2 separate regions of the Capra hircus genome follow, and region 1 is linked to region 2. A link is a contact called in public Hi-C data. All regions are on one chromosome and are shown on one strand. Each heading gives the region's core, a stretch centred on a gene start, on an enhancer-like site or on the middle of the called end of the contact. The rest is flanking DNA. Distances are from core to core; before and after follow the strand shown.

Region 1 (5,026 bases), core at 1,296-3,795, 100 kb before region 2:
TCAGCATCCCCCCTCAACCAGCTGGGGACAGTTCAGGCCCAGAGAGGAGCAGAGAAGTGCCCCAGGTCACACAGCACATAGAAGCAGAGCCAGGACTTGAACTCAGTTCACCTGGCTCTCCCACTGCTACCTTCCAGGGCAGGTGAGCTGGGAGGGGAAGAGGGGTAGCTGAGGGTCTCAGGGCCTAGAGGGTGAAAGGTCTAGGAGTTCCCACAGAGAAGGGGCAGCTCCTAGAAGCACCAGGGATGGGGTCTCCGAGGGGCCGGGGCTGTCACCCTTAAGACCTCACCTTGGAAGTGCCCTTGGTGGAGTAATACAGGCCAGAGCGGCGCAGGAAGCAAAAAAAACGTTTCCAAAGCTTGCGCCCTGACCCCCGGAGCTGCAGGAAGCCCTGGATCTCTGGGAAGCTGCCTGCATTCAGGAAGTTCTGAGGATAGGAGAGCAGGGTGAGGCCTCGAGGTGGCCACACACACACACACACACACACACACACACACACACAGAGGCCTTCCTAGCACCTGCCTCGGTGGCAGGGGTTTACATTTACTGTCATTTAACAGAGGAAGAAACTGATGCTTAGGGCGGTGCTGGGCTTTCCACCCCATAGAGGGATGGCACGAGCTTCAGGGCCAAGAAGCCCTGGGCGATCCTGGGGAGTCAAGGCCATGAAATGGGAGTGGGCCCTCACCTGGATGACGTCCTCATGGGACATGCCCGTGTGTGCATCCAGACAGCTAGAGACCATCTTTTCTGGGAATAGGGAGTGCTGGGGGCAAAAGGAGCCAGGAGTCAGGGACTGAGGATCCGGGTGGGGGGTGGGGTGTCCGGGCCCAGACCCCCCTGTTACGCACACTCACTGGAGTGCTCTTGAACAGCTCGTATTTGGCAAAGTTCTTCCGGAAGACGATGCGGCTGTCTCCACCAATGGGCCAGGCAGCCTGCACTTCTGCCACTGACTCATGATCCTCCAAGGCCCGCTCTGGGGTCAAGGGCAAAAAGCAGGGGTCAGGGCAGGCCAGTCAGGTGTGAAGCACTGCCTCCCAGGCTAGGCAGTCCCCTGCGCCCCAACTTACCCAGTGCTAGGTAGGGGTGGCACTCCACCAGCCCCCAGTTCTCGTCACTCAGGGAGTGAGATCGCTGCACCAGCATCTCGCACACATAGCGAGCCGTGGCCCCTGCCGCCACCTCCACCGAGCGGCAGGTCCCATCTTCACTGTACACCTTTATGACCTGCACCCCAGGAATGGCCGGTGAGGCGGGCAAGGGCAAAGGGTGGTTCTCTCCCATCCCCCTCTGCTCTACCCTCTGGGATCCTTGACCAAGTCCCCTCCACCCAGCCAAGGCGACACTGTATCTGCCCCATCCCCCAGCACCCCATGCTCCCTGCCTTCTCTTTCCCAGGGAAACTCACATGGGGGCAGCTCGTGTCTCGAGGGAGCAGCCCCCTTGCACTGGAGGACCCCCCAAGAATGGGGCTCTGTGAAGGACTGCAGAGCTCGGGGAAGGGGTTGGGGATGGAGGGCAGAGAGGTTGACTGTAGCTCCTCCTCTCGAAGAAGTTTCCTGGGGCGGGAGATGGAGGTGAGGAGTTGCTAGTAAGCTTCTGTGCATTACCCTAGTGCTGACCGCTCCCCCCAGCCTCCCTCCGTCAGCCGACACCCCACTTTACCTGCTGGTTGGAATGGGCAGAGGCTGGGACCTCTTCACCTCCCCAGACAGAGGAGCATTGAGAGGTGGAGGAGTCCCAGGAGGGGTCCCAGAGGCCAGGTACAGGTCTTCTGGGGAGCTGCTGAGATGAAGTGGAGACAGACCCAGCTCCATGACCTCTGAGGGAGAAGAGGAACAGCTGCTCTTGTGCCCTTGTCCTGGGGAGAGGGGCCAAGGGGACCCAGACCTCCTTCACCCTTCTGTCGGGTGCCCCTCAGAGTTTATCCGGCCCCTCCTCGATCCCCCACTAACTGGAGTTCCCTGGAGCCTCTGGGGAAGGGCAGCGTTGAGTCCCTGTTACAAAAAGGGACTCTGAGCCCTGAAAAAGAAGCACTCCTGCCTCATCACAGGTGAGACAGGGAGCAGAGCTCAGCGTTTGGACTCCCAGTCCAGTGCTCTTCCTTACCCCAGGTTGCCCAGGGGAAGAGCGGTGAGGGTCCCTCACCACAGGCCAGGCAGCAGCGAGGGACTCCCTGACCCCCACACAGCCGGGCTCAGTGTCACCCTTGCACTTCCCAGCGTGGGGCACTCACTCCTCTGGGCTCTGCCCCAGGTTTTCCCAGCGCTTTGTTGCCAGAGCCTGTTGTGGCAACGCCTGCTCAAGCGCTGAGTGATGCACAGAAGGAGAGAAGGAGGTGGGGAAGGACAGGAACCAGGAGGACAGGAGGCGAGCTCAGCTGCAGTGGGAAGGAGAAGGCGAGTCTGGGGCCTGCACCCCAGCGGCCCCCAAACCTTGTGTGCCTTCGTTAGACCCCTCCCCCTCCCCAACTTTCTTGAGGCCTCAACGCCAGAGCCACCTCCTCTGAGAAGCCTTCCTGGATTTTCCACATTCAGACTGAAGGGCTCCCTCTGGGCCCTGTGCTGGGGCCTCCGCACCTGTCTTATTCACCCACTGGTCTGAAGATGCCCAGCCATCCCAGGCAAGGCCAGGGTCTTACCCATGTTTTATTGCCCACAGGCACTACACGGCATCCAGGACAAGGATAGAAGAGATGGGGCAAGGATGGCCACCAGCAGGTGGAGGCATCGCAAGCCCCTCCTTCTCAGGAACCAAGACCCTTTAGGCTGGGCTGAGATCTGGGAGGACCTGGGACCAGCAGTTCTGTCCCCTGCCTGTGCTCCAGATACTGGGCCAGCGCTGTTAGCTTGCCTAAGGCACCCAAGATCTGCCCCCCTTCCCCGCACCTGGGATGAGGCAGGTCCCCAACCTTTAAGTGAGGACAAGAGGAGATTTGGGGGACAGGTGAGTCAGGGTGGGGCGGGACACACTGCCTGGAGCTCTCCATTCACCCTTGACTCATCTCCACTACTTCCTGGCTTAGGAGAAACACAAACAACCCTGCCTCTACCCATCCCCTCCACTCCCCCCCCCCCCCCACAAGAACAGGATTGGGGAGGAGGAAGATGTGGGTGGTGGGGGGGAGGCTGAGGCTCCTCTGACATCATCTCCTCCTCCCCACCTTTGGCCTACCTCCAGTCCAGGTCCAGGTGCAACCTGCAAAGGGCCCCAGGTAGCCACCACCCAGCCCAGGAGCCCCCTCACCCAGGCAGGAGAGAAGAAAAGCCTGGCCGGGATTCAGAAGCCCATCTGGAGTGGAGCTGACCTCACAGGGGTGCCCCTGGGGTACCTAAAGTAACCCAAAGAAACATGCAGTGCTCCTTCTCCTGTCCAGAGCCCCCCAGACTTGCATTCTGCTGCTGCTGCCCACCCTTAGCATCCAGGACTCGGCTGGCCTGGGAGGGTCTCATCCTCATCATCCCTGGGAAATGAGGGTCCTTTTAATTCATATACTCTCCTGGGCGTTCTGATCAAAGGCATACTCAGCAGCAGGAGTGGAAAGTCAAGATACACAGGAAGACAGACACAGACAGGCAGACAGGGGAAGGCCAGGAGGGAGAGCCAGCGACGAGGCTGGGGGTCCTGCCAGGAAGGGAAAGATCCACCCACCATGGAACACCAAGAGACACCAGCACGTCAACACCAAAACACAAGGCCCCCACTCCCACCCCCGTCTAACCTCTGGCAAACAGCCCTGCTCACTTCATCCCAGGGGGGACTAGGGGAAGGGCTGCAGGAACCACCCGCTCCAGGAAGCCAGAGACCAACAGTGGCGTGGTCTGAGACCAGGAGGCCTGGATCCTCTCCCATCCCAGAGGGAAGGGGAATCTGGGCAGCGTTTGGAAGGGGAGAGGGTAGATTTGAATCAGACTAGAGTCTGGCCTCTGTGGGGGGCGGGAAGGCTGACTCTGGATGGGTTTAGCCTTCAGATCCCATCACCTAGCTCTCCAGACCCCTCTAAGGCAGGACAGGACTGGGGAGTCAGGACCGAAGAGAGGAGAGGTGAGAGAAACCGATCCTAGCTGTCTCCCCTGGGCAGCCCCCTCCACCACCCCCAAGAGACCTGAAACTTTCCAACTGGGGCCCTGGGAAGGTTATATTGAAGAAATCGACCCCCACATCAATCTGTCCCCTTAGTACTGCGACTCCCTTCTGCGACTTCCCCGCCCCCGTGGCTTGGGCCCCACCCTCCTTCCAGCCCTCCCGCCTCCAGCCTCCTTGTTTACTTCCTGAATCTTGCCCCACCTGGCTGGCCCCGAGGGCGGGTGGCAGGGCTCGGGGTAGAAGGCCGGGCCGGTAGAAAACAAGGCCACCTTCGGTACCGGGTGGGGTGGGGTGGGGAGGGGCTGGAGCTGGGGCCTGGAGGTGGCGGGAAGGCCCCCGCCAGGCCCAGGAACCCCACGCCCCGCCCGCATCGGGATTTAGTTAGGAGGAAGGCTTTACCTGTGGGGGAGCGCTTAGGGTGAGGGCTCAGGTGAGGAGGCGGGAAACCCCTAGCTGACCTGGAGCTGGGGGAGGGCCCCCGGACCCTGCGGCCCTGCCCTCTCCCTCACTAGGGGAAAAACATCCAATGGGAATGAGGGGGGCAGCTCTTTTAAAGTTTAATTCGGGAAGAATGCTAGAGTGTCTGTGGAGTTAATCATTACAGGCTGCTTGCCTTCACGGGGGCCCCCCCAGCAGGATAGCGGGGGGTGGAGAGGGGAGAGCAGAGTCCAGGACAGGCGGACCAAGAGGGGGCATTCTCGAGGCGCAGTGGGGTTGGAAGGCCTGGCAAGGGCAGGCAGGAGTATTCTCCATCCCCAGCATGCCAGGGAGACCCCGACTGGGATGAGTCTTCCCCAAGACTGTTCAGACGGACAAGGCAATCTGCCCCCCTCCCCCATCCGCACAGCGCACCCACTCTCCCCAGGCCCTACTGCGCTGCAGACCCCCAGCATCTATCCCTTCAGCCTACCTAGACCACTTCTTTCTGAAGCCAGAA
Region 2 (5,039 bases), core at 2,115-4,614:
TGACCCAAAGAAGGTGCCCTGGGAGCGGGGAGGCGGTGGAGGTGGTTCAGCGCATGCTTGCAAAGGCGGCAGAGAGCTGAGTCTCTATGTCGAGGCCTACTTGTTACGTACCTATTTTCTTTCAACCCCGAAACCTGATTTTCAGACCCACACCACCGTTTTCAGCCTCGGGGTGCCTTGTTTTTCCAAGGCCACAGTAAGAAAGAATTGGTCTCTAAGTAGGGGTTGGGGTGGGTGCACAGGACAATCCCTCCCCATCAACAAAAGCTCAGTGCTCCCCCCACCCCGCCCTGCACACCCAATGTCAGCCCAGTTCCAGGGGTCAAGGGGACAGGCAGACCATAGGTTGGGGGAGTACCTTTCAGCGAGGGGGGTGTGTAGGCACAGGGATTGGGTCTCTTCGACTTGAGGTGGTGCCCCTCTCCTGAGGCTCTCTGCCGGGGAAGTGCCAGGTTAAATGGGCTCACACAGACCCTTCCTGTAACCCTCCCTCCACTCCATTCCCCCCGACCCCACCAGCTGCCCAGGGCAGCTGCGTTGACTGGTCCAGCCTTGGCTCTAGGTCCGGCCCTGCTCCCACCCAGGCTGAGGCCGCCTGGTGGCACCATAGCCTGAGCCAGGCTGGGACCCTGGATTCTGGAGGCCCAGCCTGAGTCTGAGCAGAGCAAAGACAAGGGGTGGAGATCTTCATCCTGGCACCAGGCGTTCTCACCAAGGTGCCAGTTGATATGCTAATGTCCTCCTGGGTGGCACCGTGAGCTAGCTGGGAAGTAATCCCCTCCATCCCATCACAAAGGGCCTGGTGGCCCTCCTTCCAGCTGCCCCTGGAAACTCACCTGGTGGGGTGAGGCCTCCTCCTCTGAGGGAGGCCACCGGTGACCGAGCCAGGAAAAAGAAGAGAGAAAGAATCCGAATTATTGGTATTTTCCCCCAAATTCAGTCAGTCTCTGGGCCCTTTCCTTCCCAGTGTTGGGAGGCGCCTGGTCGATAAATGAGCCCAGTGGAGTTGGGCTCCTGAACCTTAACCCCCCATTCTCCATTCAGTCTCCTACTCAAGGGACTTTGGCAGGGGCCCCCAGAAGGCATCACAGTTAGGGTGGGGCCAGGACTGGGGGGCAGGGAAGGGGCCCACCTGGTGAGGAGTGCTCTGAGAGCCTGAACAGCATGGCAGGGGTTGGTCTCCTGCGCCGGATCTAAGGAGACAGAGACGGGAGAAGGGAGGGCAGGACAGACCCTTGCAGCCCGCTCCCCACCCCCACCCCGGCAGCAGGGAACAAACTGTGCTTTGGAGTCCCCAGGGAGCCTTTGAATCAAAGACTGTCAGAGCTGAAAGGGATTCCAGAGCTCACCAAACCCCCTCGTTTTACCGAGGTGAAAACCCAAGGCTCAGAGACTTTCAGCAAAGAGCTCAAAGCCACACAGCATGCCAAGGCAGAGAAGAGCAAGAAAAGCCCACCAGTGGCTGCCAGCCAGTGCCCATCTCTCTCCATGGCTACTCCAGATCCGCCACCTCCCTTCATATCTTCCCCTGCCATGGCCCTCCCTCTCCCCTTTATGAAGACATCAGACCTCAGGACCCGACGCTGACTGTGGAAGATGGCATTCACGTGGCCCTGCCCACCTAAGGTCGCCTCAAGGGCTCCAAAGAAACCAGACCAAGCTGCAGAGGGAGGCTGAGCCTGAACAGCAGGCACCTCCAACCTCACTCTGAGGCTCGGGTGTGCGCCTGAGCCCCGGACTGCCCAGGGCCTGGGTCTGGGCCCCTCTAGCAGTATCACTCAGGCTGTGGAACTCTTCACCCAGTCCTCATAAAACCTCCAAAGTCGCCCTCCTTGGTACGTGAGCCAAGCTGAACAGTCGGGGGGGGGGGGTCACTGAGTACTCCCAGTAACTCCCCCACCCTTCCCCCTAGCTTGGCAATCAGATCAACAGTCAGTTAATTAGGTCCTCTTTGAGCTCCAGGGAAATGCACAAAGAGAACCAGGTGAATTAAACTGAAACTGCCACCTCCCCCTGCCAATCTCCCAACACTGCCCTCCAGATCAAAAGCTGCTTGGGCTGGGGATCAAACCGGTCGCCCAGGCCCACCCCCCTTCCACTCGGTCTCTCTGCAACATGACATGCCCCCCCCCCCCATCCACTGCTCTGTTGGGTGCCAGCTGCTTCTCAACAACAGCAACAAGTGAATGGCTTAGTGGAGGAGGGGAGGCGCCCGCAAAAAACTCATGTCTCTTTCCCCATCACGCCCCACATCTCATGCCCACCTTTGGAGGCCTCTGGTACCCAGTGCCCAGGCAGGCTGTCCAGAGGACTCAGATGTCTGTGTGAGGACTTCTGGCTTCTGGGATGACTGGTCATCATTTCCCTCTCCACCCGCACCCCCCGCCCCGCCCATGTTGTGGCTTTATCTAGAGGTCAGGACAAAGCTCGGGTGATCCCAGCCCAGGTGTGCAGGGTGGGACTAGAGAGATGGCCAGAGCGCGCGGCAGGCGGGCGCAGGCCCGCTCTGTGTAACGGGTCAGGGGGCCATGTTTGTCACACCAGTGGTCCCCGGGGGACCCCAGGGAAGGAGGACACTGCAGGGTCCAGAGGACATTCCTCCCCCTCCGGGGCCGCCCGGGATTCCCCAGCCCCGGGATCAGGTGCGAGGCCCCGGGAAAAAGTTACAGGAGTCTCCGGCGAACTCCACGCGCTGCCCCGCGCTCCCGCGGCGTCAGAGGCGGGCCGGGCGCCCGCGTCTCCCAGGCCAGTTCCGATCCCGGAGCGCAGAGGAGTCGGGGAGTGGGGGTTAGGGTAGGGGGGCGCTGCCAGGGGTGGGGCGCAGCCCCCTTACCATCTCCACCTGGCGGGGGTCGAGCTGGCTGGGGGGCGCGGGCACTGAGAACTGGATCTTCTTGCGGTCTTTGGGGTCCATGGCGGGCGGGGCGCGCGTCGTGGGGTCTCGGGCTGCGATCCCGGCTCCGCTCCCCGGCGCTGCTCCGGGCGCCGCGGCGGCAGCGGGTTGAGTGTGGCAGAGAGGAGCTGGAGGGCTGTTCACGCACAGATAAAGATACGGCGCCGGCGAGGGGAGGGCGCGCGGGGGTGGGGGGCGGCCGCCGGCTCGCGGCTCTGGGGCTCCTGGGAGCCTCGGTCCCCTGGCGCCCGCGCCTCGGGCTCGCGGGGCTGGTCTCTGCCCCTCCTTCCCTCGCTCTCTCTGTGCCTCTCCAGCCTTCCTCTATCTCCCTTGCTCCCTCTCCGCGAGTCTCCCTCTGTCTCTGCCTCGCTCCGTCTCTCCGGGTCTCGCCCTCCGGCCCCAGCCTTGGGGTCCCCAGCCCGTCCCCTCGGCCTGGGACTGGCGCCCGGGCGCGTGGTGGGAGGGCTCAGGAGACAGTGGCCAATGAGCGCCGACGAGCGTGCTCTCGGCCGGGAGGAGGGCGGGGAGTGCGAGCCAGGACCGCGGGAGCGGCCTGGGGGCCCCCTGCCGACTCCCCAGAACTTGAAGCTGCATTATTGATGGAGTCCAGCAGGGAGGATAATGGGGGGAGGCCGAGGGGAGACGGGCCGCGGGGCCCTGGGACTCTGACTTTAACCCCTTCCTGGCCTGGGTGCTTGGAGTTTCATGGGGAGGCTGTGAGGTCGTGGAGAGAATAGCACCAGCGTGTCACGCTGTGAAGGGGGTGTCCTAAAAAGCGAGTGAGCGTGAAGGAGCGGGGTGTGCGTGGGAGGACACATGTCAGTCATCATGGCAGGGAGTGTGTGAAAGTGAGTGCCAGGGGCCCTGTGGTGCCTAAAGCTGGGGAGTGTGTGTGTGTGGGGGGGGGGTCCGTGTGGTGAGAGTCTGTGTGAGTAAGTGTGTCAGAGTGTCAAGGATGCAGGTGTGAGTGGCAGGGTGTGGGAAGACCGTGTGTGCACGGGGGAGGGGGCAGAGTGGGGGAGGATGTCAGAGGCTGTCAAGGTGATGGGCAGGCTGTGCCAGCTTGCAAGGGGGGTGGGAGTACCCTCTGCACAGGTCCAGCGTGAAGAGTAGAGGGGGGTAAGGTTGTGATCCTGGGAGGGCTCTCGTGGGGGCAGGGGAATGTGTCCATGCTGTGAGGTACCCTGGATCCACGTGTCTCCTGCCTGTTCTCCCCAGATATGATGTGGGGGAGACAGAGCCAGCTCAGGGGGATAGAGTTGGGGGAGTTGGGGTGTACACGTGCCATCACGTGTGAGTTTGGTGCAGGAATAAAGCAAGGGGGGAGGTGTGTGTGTGCTCATTTCGGAGGTGTGAGCCTCTCTCTCTGCAGAGGTGTTTGCATGTGCTCTGAAGGGGGGAAAGGGGAGGAGATGGCCCTGTCGTTTGGAGTGTCCCTGTTTATCGTCTGGTGCTGGATGCCTTTGCAGGAACCAGTGTTTCCGTCTTCTTTGGGCCTGGGGGCGAGGGTCTGAATGCCGCTCTGAGCGGGTGTGTGTGTGTAGACTTGTACATGTGTGTCTTCCTGGGACTCTGTTTGCCTTGGCTCTCTCCTCTCCTGGTCATGCTTAGGCCTGGAACAGTCAGGAGCCCCTCTCCCCCAGCCAGCAACTTTTCCACTCCCAGGCCAAGCATGCTGGGCCCTTGGCAGAGCGAGAAGGAAGCAAAAGGCCAGTGGAGTCTTGTGAAAGTGGGGTCAGGGGCACGGCGCAACACCCCAGAGTCAGCGCCTACCCTGGGGATGAGGCGAGGGAACGGGAGCACAGAGCTTTGCCCATGGGTGCTGGGAGGCCTGGCCGCGGGGCGCACTGCTCCCCCACCCTCAGGCCTGGCCCAAGTCCTGCTGTGTTTGTCGACTTCTATGCTTGTGGGGAAACAGCCAGATGCCAGGTCCCTGGCCCTGGGGTGTTGCCTCCCTGGCAGTCCCTGGCTTGGCCCAGACCCCTCTGTCAGAGGGTTGTGGTGGGAGGTAGTAAACACCAATTTGGCAGTGCCCTGGGAGGCAAATGAGGAGATCACGAGGGTCAGAAGGGGCACAGGAAAGGCACGGCCCAGGCAGTAACCTGTGTGGCCACTAGGCCGAGAGAAGGCTGAGAGGTCTGTGGTT

Evidence for each region. Hi-C and Micro-C count contacts between places; a contact is called where the count stands out from the background.
Region 1: a contact with region 2 is called in a Hi-C map of blood, with 2.4 times the contacts expected there. The contact joins the enhancer-like site here to the promoter of PPP1R1B in region 2. A contact is called at or near these places in 2 of 5 Hi-C or Micro-C datasets (both in blood).

Annotation. Positions count from the first base shown.
Region 1 is chr19:39,746,025-39,751,050 of ARS1.2, reverse strand. It overlaps GRB7 (growth factor receptor-bound protein 7), which reads right to left. Exons shown (of 15, transcript XM_013972231.2): 2 at 1,669-3,334; 3 at 1,412-1,562; 4 at 1,074-1,230; 5 at 858-979; 6 at 689-766; 7 at 290-427. The coding sequence starts at 1,820. Among named protein-coding and RNA genes, the nearest start is that of GRB7, 3.8 kb to the right of the region's middle. Within about 2 kb of position 2,545, at least 2 of the 5 cell types and tissues checked have an H3K27ac peak or open chromatin away from gene starts, as enhancers often do.
Region 2 is chr19:39,646,392-39,651,430 of ARS1.2, reverse strand. It overlaps PPP1R1B (protein phosphatase 1 regulatory subunit 1B), which reads right to left and starts at 3,364. Exons shown (of 7, transcript XM_018065005.1): 1 at 2,834-3,364; 2 at 1,133-1,193; 3 at 837-859; 4 at 359-434. The coding sequence starts at 2,914.